3 separate regions of the Rattus norvegicus genome follow, and all the other regions are linked to region 1. A link is a contact called in public Hi-C data. All regions are on one chromosome and are shown on one strand. The core of a region is the stretch at or near the end of the contact, and the rest is flanking DNA. Distances in the headings are between cores, read along the strand shown.

The links. A called contact is a pair of places that touch in the nucleus more often than the background predicts.
Region 2: a contact with region 1 is called in a Hi-C map of liver, with 5 times the contacts expected there. The contact joins two enhancer-like sites. A contact is called at or near these places in 4 of 12 Hi-C or Micro-C datasets (hepatocytes, kidney and liver).
Region 3: a Hi-C map of liver shows a contact between it and region 1, with 4 times the contacts expected there. The contact joins two enhancer-like sites. A contact is called at or near these places in 2 of 12 Hi-C or Micro-C datasets (kidney and liver).

The regions. Positions count from the first base shown.
Region 1 is chr19:71,656,949-71,661,174 of GRCr8, reverse strand. No RefSeq gene overlaps it. Among named protein-coding and RNA genes, the nearest start is that of Tomm20, 170 kb to the left of the region's middle. Within about 2 kb of position 2,949, at least 9 of the 93 cell types and tissues checked have an H3K27ac peak or open chromatin away from gene starts, as enhancers often do. A contact at or near this core is called in liver, where this site is marked.
Region 2 is chr19:71,735,494-71,739,571 of GRCr8, reverse strand. No RefSeq gene overlaps it. Among named protein-coding and RNA genes, the nearest start is that of Tomm20, 95 kb to the left of the region's middle. Within about 2 kb of position 2,406, at least 41 of the 93 cell types and tissues checked have an H3K27ac peak or open chromatin away from gene starts, as enhancers often do. A contact at or near this core is called in liver, where this site is marked.
Region 3 is chr19:71,579,862-71,584,062 of GRCr8, reverse strand. It overlaps LOC134483665 (a long non-coding RNA gene), which reads left to right. Exons shown (of 3, transcript XR_010060528.1): 3 at 1-3,012. Among named protein-coding and RNA genes, the nearest start is that of Irf2bp2, 120 kb to the right of the region's middle. Within about 2 kb of position 1,937, at least 6 of the 93 cell types and tissues checked have an H3K27ac peak or open chromatin away from gene starts, as enhancers often do. A contact at or near this core is called in liver, where this site is marked.

The DNA.
Region 1 (4,226 bases), core at 1,700-4,199:
ATCTGTTACTCCTCCAGAGAATGGGCCTTCTGAAGCAAGTATAATTTCTCGGGTCTCCACAGCAGCAAACCTTGCATCTGAACTAGATAGTGTGAGTCTCTCAGTGTGATCATAGAGGGAATTTTATCTCTGCCCCTTAAAACCTTATGTCTTAAGAGTTTGAATCCCTTGGTGCCTGGAAGCCACTGTTGGACTGGAGGAATTTCGATACAGGTCAGAGGGTAGACCAGATGACCTTTGACATTTGCCATGACACTGTGGTTTGGATATTCAGGACAGCTTACAGCAGAATCAACTTTGCCCTCCAATATTTTTTCTAGGCTTATTGATATTTCTGGTCGAAGTCCACCAACTGGCGTGATCCAACCAACTGGGATTTATGTGGCATGAAAGTAGGGCACGGCTTCTTGCCGTTACCTTTTACGGCTTGGCTGGGGCAGGAGGCCTGCCCTCCTCTCTTCTGTTTAATGTGTTATCGACTGAGGCAGTTGAAAGGAGGGCTGGGCATGGCAGGGTGGCACAGCTCCTGCCCCTTGCCTTGATTTCTCACCTGACTAGAAACCTTGCTATCTATGAGGTTATTTTCAGAGGCGTAATCCATATGTTGTTCCATGGTGAGTGAGTGTGGGGGGGAGGAAACATGGCTTGGGCAAGGGAAATTCAGCTTTATGACTTATTTGTTCAATGAAATATTTTTTTTTTGAAATCTGCCCTGGGTTAGACCTTGCCTAAGATCTAGGAATCCAAGACCCACCCTGTTGGCCAGGAGATCGCCACTGAGTTACAGAGACCTACCATTAGTATCACAATGGAAGAACACCCAGTGTTCCAGGGGACAGAAGGGCATCTACCTCAGAGCGCTAGGGAGCTAGGGTGCTACCTGGAAGAGGTGGCCTTTGCCTCATATCTTGAAAGATACATAGGAGTTTTCTGGAAGAAGAAGTAGGAACGTGGCCACCATATCCTGAGAGTCAGGTCAGGTAATACATACTCCACACGGGATTTTTAAAAAATAATGTTTCATGGAAGTTAAACAATTTGTCCAAGGGGAAGAAGATGTGGAGGGGTCATCACACACTCTCTGGGGAGACACCTGCCTCATTCTGGACCCAGGTAGTGCTCATCTTCTTCTAGGTAAGGAAATGTTCACATCAGACATGGAACGGGCTGTGTTTGTACCACTGCTCACATGTGAAGGTCAGGGGTCAACCTTCAGGAGTTGGTTCTCTCCTTCCCCAGGGTGGGTCTCAGGGATTGCAGGTCTGAGCTCAGGCTTAGAGGCAAGGACCTTTACCTGCTGAGACATCTCCATGGCCCAACACGGTTCTCTTTAATTATTACAAAGACTACGTTAGTGGAGAAGGTGGTGATAGGCATGGTGTTTCTAGCTACTGGGTAAGGGGCTCCAGTGAGGGAGAGCAAAGTGGCTGTCCACGGACACCATGTTGAGGAGAAAGCCAACCTTCTCTGGCCCTGCCTCTGGTGATTGACAGGTGTGTTTAATGCATTTTTCTTTTGGCTGAGTAGAGTCTCAGTTTCCCCATTTGCTTGTTTTTACCAAAGTTCAGAGCTGAAAATACAAAGGGGGCTCTGAGAGGAGAGACAAGGAAAGGTACAGTGGAGACGAGAGGGTGATGGAACTCATATGGTGTGAGAGCAGAAGGAGAGGCTCTCTTGGGAAGGAAAGGTGCCAGACAGATGGGGCAGGCAGTGGAGCAGCAAATAGGAATGAAATACAAGCTGGATGTGACACACCTATCATCCCAGCACTCTGAACATGGGAGCAGGAGGATCAGAAGTTCACAGTCATCTTCTGCTACAAAAGTTCATAGCCAGCCTGAGCTACATCATACCTCAGAACCACACACCAAAGAACATAGCATGGTGTTGTGTACACATCCCAATGTCATGGAAAAAGCCATTTCTTGTGTTGCTAGCTTAGAAAAAGTCAATAATAGGGTCTGGGGAGATGGCTCATCAGGTAAAGCATTTGTCTCTTAAGCTTGATGACCTGAGTTTGAGTCCCCAGGACCCATGTATACGCTAGGTTGACATGGTGACCTGCCTGTAGTTTTTGCCTCAGCAGAAAGACAGAGACGGAAGGTCCCCAGAGTAAGCCTGTTAGCAAGGACCCCCCACCTCCCCCCAAAATACTCGGCTGGACAATGCAGTCAGGCTGGAGCTGCCGCCCTTAGAGAGCAGCAGGTGCTGGCGGTTCTGAGTGGCTGCCACATCATCTTGTGACAGTCACACAAGTCCACACCACGAGGCGGCCTCTTTTACCCCGGTTGCTCTATCCTGGTAGCCCAAGGTCAAAGCCTGTGACATCTGGGTCTGCGCACTGTGCCTTCTCACCATGTTCCTGACCGCACTGATGGAGCATGGGAGGAAGCAGCAGATGTCTCTCCTCCACATGACATTGACAGCAGTACTCAGAGTCTCCCGGGGCCTCGGACAAATGACTGTTACGGGGACGGGATAATGGTGATATACTCGGGGCCTGCCAGTTGGTTAGGCCGGTGGCTTTAATGGCTATCTTGGAGGTGACATTCCATTAGGGGTGATTGAACTTAATTTTAATGGCAGGATGACTTAATGTCTCACCCTCCCTCCCAGGTTCCAAGGTCAATCAGAAAACTTTTTTTTTAAAACTCAGGAAAACTGTGCCTCAAAATCTTCACAATGTGCCAGTTTGGGTTAATGCTAAAATACTGAACCATTATGGGTAATTGTAGGAACAAGCTTGTTTATCTACTTGAGCCTAGTGCCTTGGAGTCAGATAGCTTTGGGCTGAAGGTGAACTCTGCCTCTGCTTATATGGTTTCAGGTAGGTAGACACTCTGCTTCAGTTCCCTTATCTGTAGAGCTGTGAACTGTTGGCCTTGTGCAGGGTTGTTTTGAGGGTCACATTATTTTGGCTGTGTGAGTCACACGGTACTCTGCCCTACACAGGGAAGAGCTGCAGAAAAGGCTGTTGCTATGTACCGGTGACCTCTCCCTGGATGACAGTGCAGAAACAGCTTGAGGGAGGAAGGGTTTATTTCAGCACAAGGTTTTAGGTGATTTCAGGGCACCATGTTGGCAAAGGCATGGTACAGGGAGCCTTGTGTTAGTAGGAAATAAAGGCAGGTGACCAGGAGACAGAGATAGACGAGAAACAGGACTGGGCAGTAGCCCTCAATGCCTCTCCCCTGTGACCTATTTCTGTCAGCCAGGCCCAACTCTTAAAGGTTATATGGCCTGAATTTTCACAACAGTGCTACCGGTTAAGGACCAAGTGCTCGAGCCATGACAGACATTTTAGATTTAAACTCTAGCATGGTATTAGTTGTGTGGGGTAAGACCGGTAGATGGTTGGGTGGGGTGAGAGGTGCAGGGAGGAGCACAGGGAGGTCAATATGAAGAGTGCACTGGGGTCCTTTTGGAGGCATGGGGAGACTTGGGCCCATGGATATCAGAGCTGGTGTCAGGGCCTGTCACTTGCAAGCCGGGTGGGACATGGATGGAGTTTTAGAAGTTGTTTGCAGGGCTGAGTGGGTTCCTCAGTTCCTGGGGAAGGAGGAAGCAGGTGGAGGGTACAGTCGCATGACCAGAGGTTGAGAGAAACCAGGAAGGCTGGAGAGAGAATAGCACCTCAAGGAAGCAGCCAGATGGTGTCAACAGGTGTGTCAGCAGCCTAAGAGGGCCAAGAGAGGTGGAGAAGCTGGAGCTGCTGGGGTCAACTGTGGGTAGCTTGTGTGGGGGCAGATATGGAGGACTCTTGGAGGAGCTGGGGATCCAGGAAGGAAGGTCTATGGGGTTGGGTGAGTCAACAGTAATCTTGGTTAAATGAAATTCTGTAAATGGCTGTTTCCCTTCTCAGCTGGGACTCTCCTCACTGATGACAGACATGAGACCTCTGTGACACCCAGCCAGAGCTCCTATCCCTGGACCATGGCAGGCACCCAGTCCCTCTGTGATGATTACTCTTGAGTATCAACTTGGCAGGATCTGGAGTCACTGTCTCAGTCAGGGTTTCTATTCCTGCACAAACACCATGACCAAGAAGCAAGTTGGGGAGGAAAGGGTTCATTCAGCTTACACTTCCACATTGCTGTTCATCACCAAAGGAAGTCAGGACTGGAACTCAAGCAGGTCAGGAAGCAGGAGCTGAGGCAGAGGCCATGGAGGGATGTTACTTACTGGCTTGCTTCCCCTGGCTTGCTCAGCTTGCTCTCTTAAAAAAC
Region 2 (4,078 bases), core at 1,157-3,656, 79 kb before region 1:
TGATAAAGTTTTATTGGTACAGGCTGTGTCTGTTGGTGTACGTTCAATACTATTTCTACAATACGAGGACAAAATTGATTAGCTGGCATAGACTGTGCATACAAAGTCATCCTTCTTCCAAATTTGCTCCCTAGATCTTAAAAAAAAAAAAGTGACAGCCATTCTCTAATTCACTGAGTCTTAGTTTTTCCCGTGTAAAGGACTCCTTTGAAAATATGGTGGTACCTATATGCATAACTTCTGTTGAAGACATTCGTGACCTTCTGACTACGGATATCACGTAACTCGGTAGATCCTCTCACAGGCTTGGGTTGGGTCGATGTAGAATATTCCGGCTCATGTAGTGTCAGAGTGTGTGAAGGACGTCTGATTTGGCTCCCACATCCACCCACTGCAGTGACAGTTACGATAAATAAAAACAACCTTGAATTACCAGCCAGGGGATGTGAGCTCTCTTGGCTCTGTTCTACCTTGTGTGACCTTCGATAAGTCATCCGGACCTTGGTTCTCCCAGATGTCTGATGAGATATCAGAAAATTTTTTATTAGATTTATTTTTATCTTATGTCCACGAGTCTTTTGCCTGCATGTGTGTATGTGCACCATGTGTGTGTTGGGTACCTGTGGAGGTTAGAAGAAGATTCCATGGAACTGGGGTTACAGATGGTTTTGAGCCTCTCTGTATAGGTCCTGAGAGCCAGATTTGGGTCTTCTACAAGAGCAGCCAGTGCTCTTAGCCACTGATCTCTTTCTCCAGCTCTAGGAACAGGTTGTTTTGTTTTGTTTTTAGGTGACATTTCTATTATCTCTAAGGGTCTAAAATTTGTTTCCGGACTTGAGAGGCTAGAGCACTGTGATTTATGTATTTTTAAAGATAACTTGGATCTGTTTGGCTACCCAGAGCCATGGTCTGTGGTGGCTAATTTAGTTAATTCCACAAGGTCTGCAATCTGGGATTTGATTACCATAGTGGATATTTGGCACTTGAGGTCTGCCATGCCTGTCTCTACCCTTGACCCTGGTCATCTGTCCTGATCCATCCAGCTGCCACATAGAGGCTGCTTAAGAGAATGTAGCCATGTGTTATTCCCTCATAGAACTCAGAAAAACAAGTCTAGACCACGGGGACAGAGAGCACATGGGGGTCTATCTTGGATAGATATGACCTATCAGAGAAACTTCATATTCATATTGCTTTGTTTTTAACAGGATTGTACAGGGAAGACAGGGCCCAACACGAATGGTGTCTTCAGTCACCTTTCCGCCTTATTTTTTGATACGGGGAGCTCACTGCATGTGGAGCTCATTAGATCAGAGAGTCCAGATGTCAGCAAACAGGCTCTTCCAGTCTGCTTCCCCAGAGTGGAGTGCTGTGCTACACTGACTTCTTATGCAGGCTCTGGGGATTGGAACTTGGGTCCTCAAGCTTGGCAGCACTTTTATAGACTAAGCCATTTCTTCAGTCTTCATTGTTGATTGTTGTGTATGGGCTTCACTAGTGACCATTCTTTGAGAACTTGCTGAATGTTATCCTGAGAGCACATGATCTAGTCTACAGGGGCTTTGAGGACAGAAGTGACCTCTGTTCATAACTGCAAGGCTGTAAGAGGAAGCCCCACGTCCACTTGACGGCTTTGCTATCTGATGGATCCAGTCTTTCTAACAGCCAGGGTTTCGAAGGAGCTGACCTCTTTTCCTCCCTCTGAGACTGGGAGAGACCAGCTTCACTTTAGCCAGCTCAGTCATGGAAGGCTGAACTCAGAAGATGCTGCCCAGTGTGAGGGCTGATGGTGTAGGGGTTGAGTACCCAGGGGTGCAATAGCCGCCAGGACCTCCACTGTTGGCTTTGTGTCACAGCGAGCAGGGGGGCAGGAGAGGCCAGAGCAGAGATCTTCTCTGTCCAAGCTTGGCGTGCAGCGGTTTCCTGCTTTACTAAGTGGCCGTTGCTCTGTACTGATGATTCATGATGTTTGGAAAGTGTGGCTGTACACTGAACAGGGAAGTGAAGAATAACACAGCCAAGGTCAAGGCAGGACAGGACAGGACAGGACAGTGCCATTACCAGCCAAACACTGTGTGGAAGATCCAGAGGGTGAGGGCCATAGTAAGTCTAGGTCTGGTGGTCCGTGGCAGAGTGGGCCCCTTGCAGCTTGCCAAGTAGGGGTCACCTGTCTGTCTCTGGAAGCCAGTGCTGGTCTTGGGTGAGCTGGGCAGGAGGAGGAAGTAGAGGGTGAGTCAGCATTTGTTTCCTCTCTGAGTCAGGGTCGGCTCCATTTCTGAGGTTGGAGCCAGGGGGCACTGTGTGGCCTTCTGTGGATTCTTTGAACTTGAAGTCAACACTGATGCTCTGCCCCCTAAGGCTGCTGGCCCTCCAGTGACCTTTTGGATGAGTAAGGGGATTAGGTTGGATCCTGCAGCCCTACCATGAGCCAGACTCCCCTCTGACTCAACTGGAGCCCTTCCTGTGGTCAGTGGACAGAGCGCAGAGCTTTCTGGGGGCTGTGCCCAGATCAGGGCATCCTCATGCCTAGAGTCAGCTTTAGGTCTGAGGTGGATAGTGAGGCCATCTCCCTGGGCATCAGTTAACCCTTAGGTCGGTGACGCGGTACTAGGAGGATGAATGCGTGGTTAGGGCAATCAGACAAGGACTCTCCACGGACAGTGCAGAGCTGACTGTGTTGCTTTTGCCACCTATAACGTGCCCTAAGAGCATTCCATGTGCCCAGTGGTGCGATTACCCATCCGACGGAGACCTGGGACTCCTCTACAGAACACTTCTGTGCCCTGGCCCTTGTTGCTTACCCATCATCGCCTTAAATGGTTAGTGCTGTGATCTTCCAGCACGTCTTTCTCACTTCTTTTTTCCTTCCATACACACACACTGCATGAACAGGCAGATGTTTGGCTGGTCTAGCTCAGCCTAGCAATGGTCACCTCAAGTTGGTGGAGACATCTAGCCACAGTGAGAATGATGTGAGTTGAAGCGGTTGGAGCTTCTGGTGCAGTGACAGGCAGGGCAGCGCTCTTGCTCTCACGCCAGCTTCCTCTGAACTCTGATTCCAATCACTGGTCTTTGAGAAACTTCCTCTACCATGGTAGGCCATGTAGAAGATGGCGGCTTTCGATACCACACACATGCCTCGCTGCTGGGGAGTGACTCAAAGTTCAAAGTCCCAGACATAAATAGCCTTGGTGGCCTTTGCTAGGGCCAGGCAAGTGTCAGTGGCCCATCCATGGAGGTGGTACGGAGAGTATTGATCTAATTGCTCACATTTGGGCTAAGTGATGAGCAGGTCCCTGCCTAAGGCAGACAATGAGGCTCTTCTTGAGTCCCAGCATGAAGATGTGGCCTTCCTGTCCCTGTTCGCCTTACCCAGAGCCCAGCAGTGAGGAGTAGGGCCCCAGCGTGGGCTCATCTGTCCTTTGAGCTGTTATTTCCTGGGAGGATGTGGTGGTGGGTGAAGGTCTCCTTTTGGAGGTCGAGCTTCAGGTAACAGCTGTGTGATTTCTTTTTGAGCAGAATTCCTTGGAGAGTGTACTTCACAACCAAACGGAAGAATAAAAGGACGATTCTCAGAAGCACACCAAAAACGAAACCAAATAAAAACCCCATAAAAAATCCCTATAGGGTAGAGGAAATACCAGTCTGATGCCTTTTGTGCCTTGTGCTGGGTCATAAAGGGCAGATTCACTAAGAGGTGGTGTTGATGTGGCAATGTTTGGACTTGAGAGAGAATGTTCTGGAAAACAATAAAAGGTGACACCCACGCGTCTATGTGCTTGCGTGGTGACTGGCGGCCGTCGGGACTGCCTCATGGCCAGGGCATGTGTGGAACCTGGGAGAAGCGCTGAGCAGGAAGAGGCTCAAAGTTTTCACATGGTCACCAAGAGCTGGCAACTGTCACCGGGCCTGCCCCTGTAGGGCATGACTGATGTCAGAGGATCTCTGACCTCCATTTAGTCACCAGATACCAGTCTGGGACTCTCTTTGAAGATAAGTAAACAATCACAGTGCTGATAATAACAGCTGGGTGATGTCACCCAGTTATCTGTAGCTTAAAGAGCTGCACCTGGGTGCT
Region 3 (4,201 bases), core at 688-3,187, 76 kb after region 1:
AGACTTCCTCTTACCTCCTAAGGTCAGCTGGGGGAGTAGCTGGCCGAGGGAGTAGCTGGCCGAGGGAGTAGCTGGCCGAGGGAGTAGCTGGCCGAGGGAGTAGCTGGCATCCATCAGGTCCCCCGCTTTACCTTCTGTCATGCTTCAAGGCCTTTTCAAGACAAGATGGGCAGCAAGAGAGAGAATGACCTAGAGGGTGAACTCCACAGAGCATGCCCGGCATATTCTGCCTGTGCTCACTGATCACTGTGGACCTGGAGGGCCACAGGGAGTGAGTGCAGGAGCACAGCCCAGCACATGTTCAGGAACTCTCAGGTCTCAGAAATTAGATCCTCGATACCATGTGGCCTCCTTGTTCTTGAGAGAGGTGTCACTCTCTGAAGCCAGCATCTTCCTTCGTTACTCTTTCCCTCTGTCCCCTGTCCTTTCCTCCTCATCCCTACAGCCTTTCATCTGCCCTCACTTTCCCTCAGGTTGTCTTGGGGCTGTCCCCACCCTGCTACATTGCAACCTTCACAGAAACCATCCTGCCCTCCCACCCCCACCCCACCCTAGAACACAGAGCACCCAACTTCTTCCAAAGAACCATTTCACATGTGAGATCCCCCACACGAATGTGGGGTTGGCAGAGTGCCATCTTTCTGACATACATTTCCTCTTCCTTTGCAGTTAAAAACCTTTGACCGCGAGAGCGACCTCCACACTTGCTGTAATAGAAGCTTGCACAATTGTGCTGGGGAACAGAGTCTGGGGGCACGGGGCGGGCACTCTGAGACTCACCCCTGCGAGACTCCATTCTGTGGAGCAGGAGTGAGGCGGGTTCTCTTGTAGAGCAGAGGCATCAGGAAGGAGGCAGCACAGGACCAGCCTTTTCTCACAGGGAGGTAACTCACTTAGTGTCCCTGCTCTAAGCTGGGAAGAGTCTCCCACCTCAGTGCCTTTTGGTTTGAAGTGATGTCTCACATCACCCAGACTCGCTTTGATTTCAAGAATGGCAAACTTCTGGTCCCCCTGTCTCCACTTGGCAAAGTTCTGGGATTACAGTCGAGGACCCCTCAGGCAGTTTAGATTCTTGACTTTATAGGATACACCTCACCTATTTAGCCTTGTGTCGAGGTCACCCACTCTGGCCTTGGTCAGAACATGGACTGTAGGCACCTAAATCCAGGCTGCTCTCTTCTCACTTTGTGTTACTGAGCCTCAGTTTCCTTGTCTGTAAAATGGCCACAATAATATTTTATAAGGCTTAAGTGAGTTTACATGCAGTAAGCTTTTAAAACAGCACCTAGCACTGGGTCTCCAGCGTGACCAGCTACCTGGATTCTCCTTTGGTCCATCGCTACTTTGTACAGTCACCCTGGCGTATTTGAGATCATCAAGGTTAGGATGGCTTGCCTTGGACTTGTATATACTGTGCCTTGCTCCTCTCCCAGAACTAGTATTGCCCATGTCCATCTGCTGCTGGGGAGAAGGTTCTACCTTGACTGCTCAGAGCATTGGCGTTCAGCTAAAACATACAACGGAGACCCTCGAGGTCACAAGGGTGCGACAGTTGTTCTTAGGAATGATAGCTTGTCACATATTATTTATTGGGGATCAAACGAAGGTTTCCCCCAGCAACCATCTGTGCTGGCTTGGGGGTGATCTCCCCGTCTCCTCGTGGGAGATGACTTGCTGCCTCACCTGCTGCTTCTGATTCCTTGGCTTCCATGACAGTCACCGCAGTGGTGTCCATGTGCAGGGCCTGCTCAGAGGACAGTAGTGACCTCTGTTCAGCTACGTGGGTGTCCTTGTAAGAACAGCCTGTCATTTCATCAGACCTGAGGAAACATGACTGACCCGAATGACCGTGGGCAGACATGACCTCACTGATAGTGGGTAGATACAGTGCGAGCACAGCCGGTGTGTCCAGGCCACTCTGTCCAGATGTAGGCTGCAAGGGAGGACATTGCCACGTGTTCTCAGGTTGCCCTCAGCCACAACCAGTGACCCAAGTCATCTGTGCACACCTAACCTTCTGAGTACAGAGATGAGGGTGTCTCCTCTGGGTAGCTCCAGCCTCCAGTGGCCTCAGGGAAACATGGCAGGGCCCTGAACCTTGTTTATACTGCAGTGTGAAAACCTTGTAAGAGATCAGGGATCCAGCCACAGACTCAGCCTTGCTGGGACATACATGTCCTGGAAATCCTGGCTCCTCTATGACCCAAATAGAGGGCTCTGAAGAGAGGTGTAAGCTCCAGAGTTTAAAGGGTCAGGTTGAGACCACGTGCCCCCTGCCCCTGCTCTATATCCCCAACCCCCACCCTGTCAGAATAAAGTTCCAAAGTCCCTGGCCAGTAAATGACTCCCCTTGAGAGAGGCCACCTGGAGGGTATTATTCGTGCTGGCAGTAATAGAAAACACAGCAAGAGAACAACTCCTCACCAAGTCCTATGTGGGCCCTGCTGTCATGTGAGGTTCCTCACAGAACAGTTGTCTTGTGCAGTGGCCCAGCAACCACATGGGAACAATACCACTCCTCTCCCCTTCCAGCAAAGACAGCCCAGGTCCAACTGCATGAGGACACCCTCAGAGCTGAACAACAGATCTGAGGGCCGAGTTTTGGTTCAGACCAGGCTGCCTGAGGCTAGGCCTACTCTTCTCCTGCCACCCCATTAGGCCGGAGGATACGGAGCTCGCTCACTGGAAAAAGAACTTGTGCAGGGGCCTGAGTTCTGTCAGATCCAGGAGGAGGAAGAAGTGGCTGAACTCTAGATGGATCTCAGGAAGATGGCTGTCCTGGTCTTACAGTGGGAGGCTGGCTCCTTGTGGGAGCCAGGTCCTATGAAATGAGAAGGACAAGTCATGGATAACTTTGACCCCAGACCATGCATGTCCCCATGCCTGCTAGCTGCCCTCCTGTGAGAGGAGCTGTCAGCTTTCCACCTCACAGACATCACTCTTCAAACATCAATTCTCACTCTGGCACCCGCTTTCTTTGGAAGATTGCAAAAATTAAATCGTTTTTAAGCAACAAAGCAACGCTCTGGGGTTTGCCATGAGCTTGTGAAATGAGCGGAACTTGGCGGTTGGTTTCTCCCCCATCCGTCGTCCCTGGGGGCCCAGGGAGATTTGGGTTGGCCCTTTACTCTCTCTTGTCTAGAGCTGATCTTGCCAACTAGGGCCTGGTTATTGCCTCATGAACTAAGTTCTAGAACAATCTAGGGAAATGGCCCCCTTATTGGACTCTAGGGCTGCTTTCCCTCTGCTTCTGGTTATTGGTAGTGGTGGGAGGGATTAAAAGTACCAAGATAACTGGTGATCCCCTCCTCAGAGGCCAGCTGTGTTTTGAATCAACAGGGTTAGACTCAAAGGGGAGCAGACCTGAGCAGTCTATCTACCTATGGGAGTTCGCTCACTCTTCTCCTAAGTGAAACCAGGGATCCTCTGACAGCAAGAAGAGCAATCTGGTGGATGATCCTGTCCTCTGCAGAACATGCCTTCTGTGAGCCCATGCCCCTCCCACCGCTGGCTAGATTTGTGCATCTGAGCCAAATATACGGGGCTGGTTTGTTTATAGCATCTCCATACTCTTAGCTGCAAGGTCAAGTTCATGCAATCGGGTCCTGACCGGTGCCAGGGTAGTAGGACAGACAAACAGAGTTCTTTGCTATTGTGCAGAAGCCTGGACATAACAGAGAGACACTCCTCTCAATAAGCGAGCTGACACAGATCAAAGGGCCAAGGGGGCACCTGGCCTTCAACAGAGTGGCAACCTTTTCCTAGTCCTGAAAGCAGCATCCAAGGGAGAATCCTGGGTGCTAAGTCTGCTCTACCCTCTGCCAACTGTCAGCCCGGTACTCTCTCTTCTTTTGCACAGGGGTGCTGGTAACAGTGCTCTTGGAACCATCAAGAGGATTAAGTGACTTTTAATGGAAAGCCTAGATCAATCACCGAGGCCATGGTACATGGGGTTGTTATCCCCTACATTACTGTGATCATGTCTCTGCTGCACAGAACATGCGTCGCACGGTCATTCATTCTCGAGAATAAGTAGTGGGTTAAACGGGAGCCTATATCGGGGCTTGGTTGAGACTCAGACCTTCCCATTATATCTGTCTCCAAAGAGGCCCCAGGCCTCATCATCAGAGCCTTGGGAATGCACGAAAGCTTTTGGTAAAGGAAATTGAGTTGCCAAAAAACCAAGCCTGCCAATTAGGGT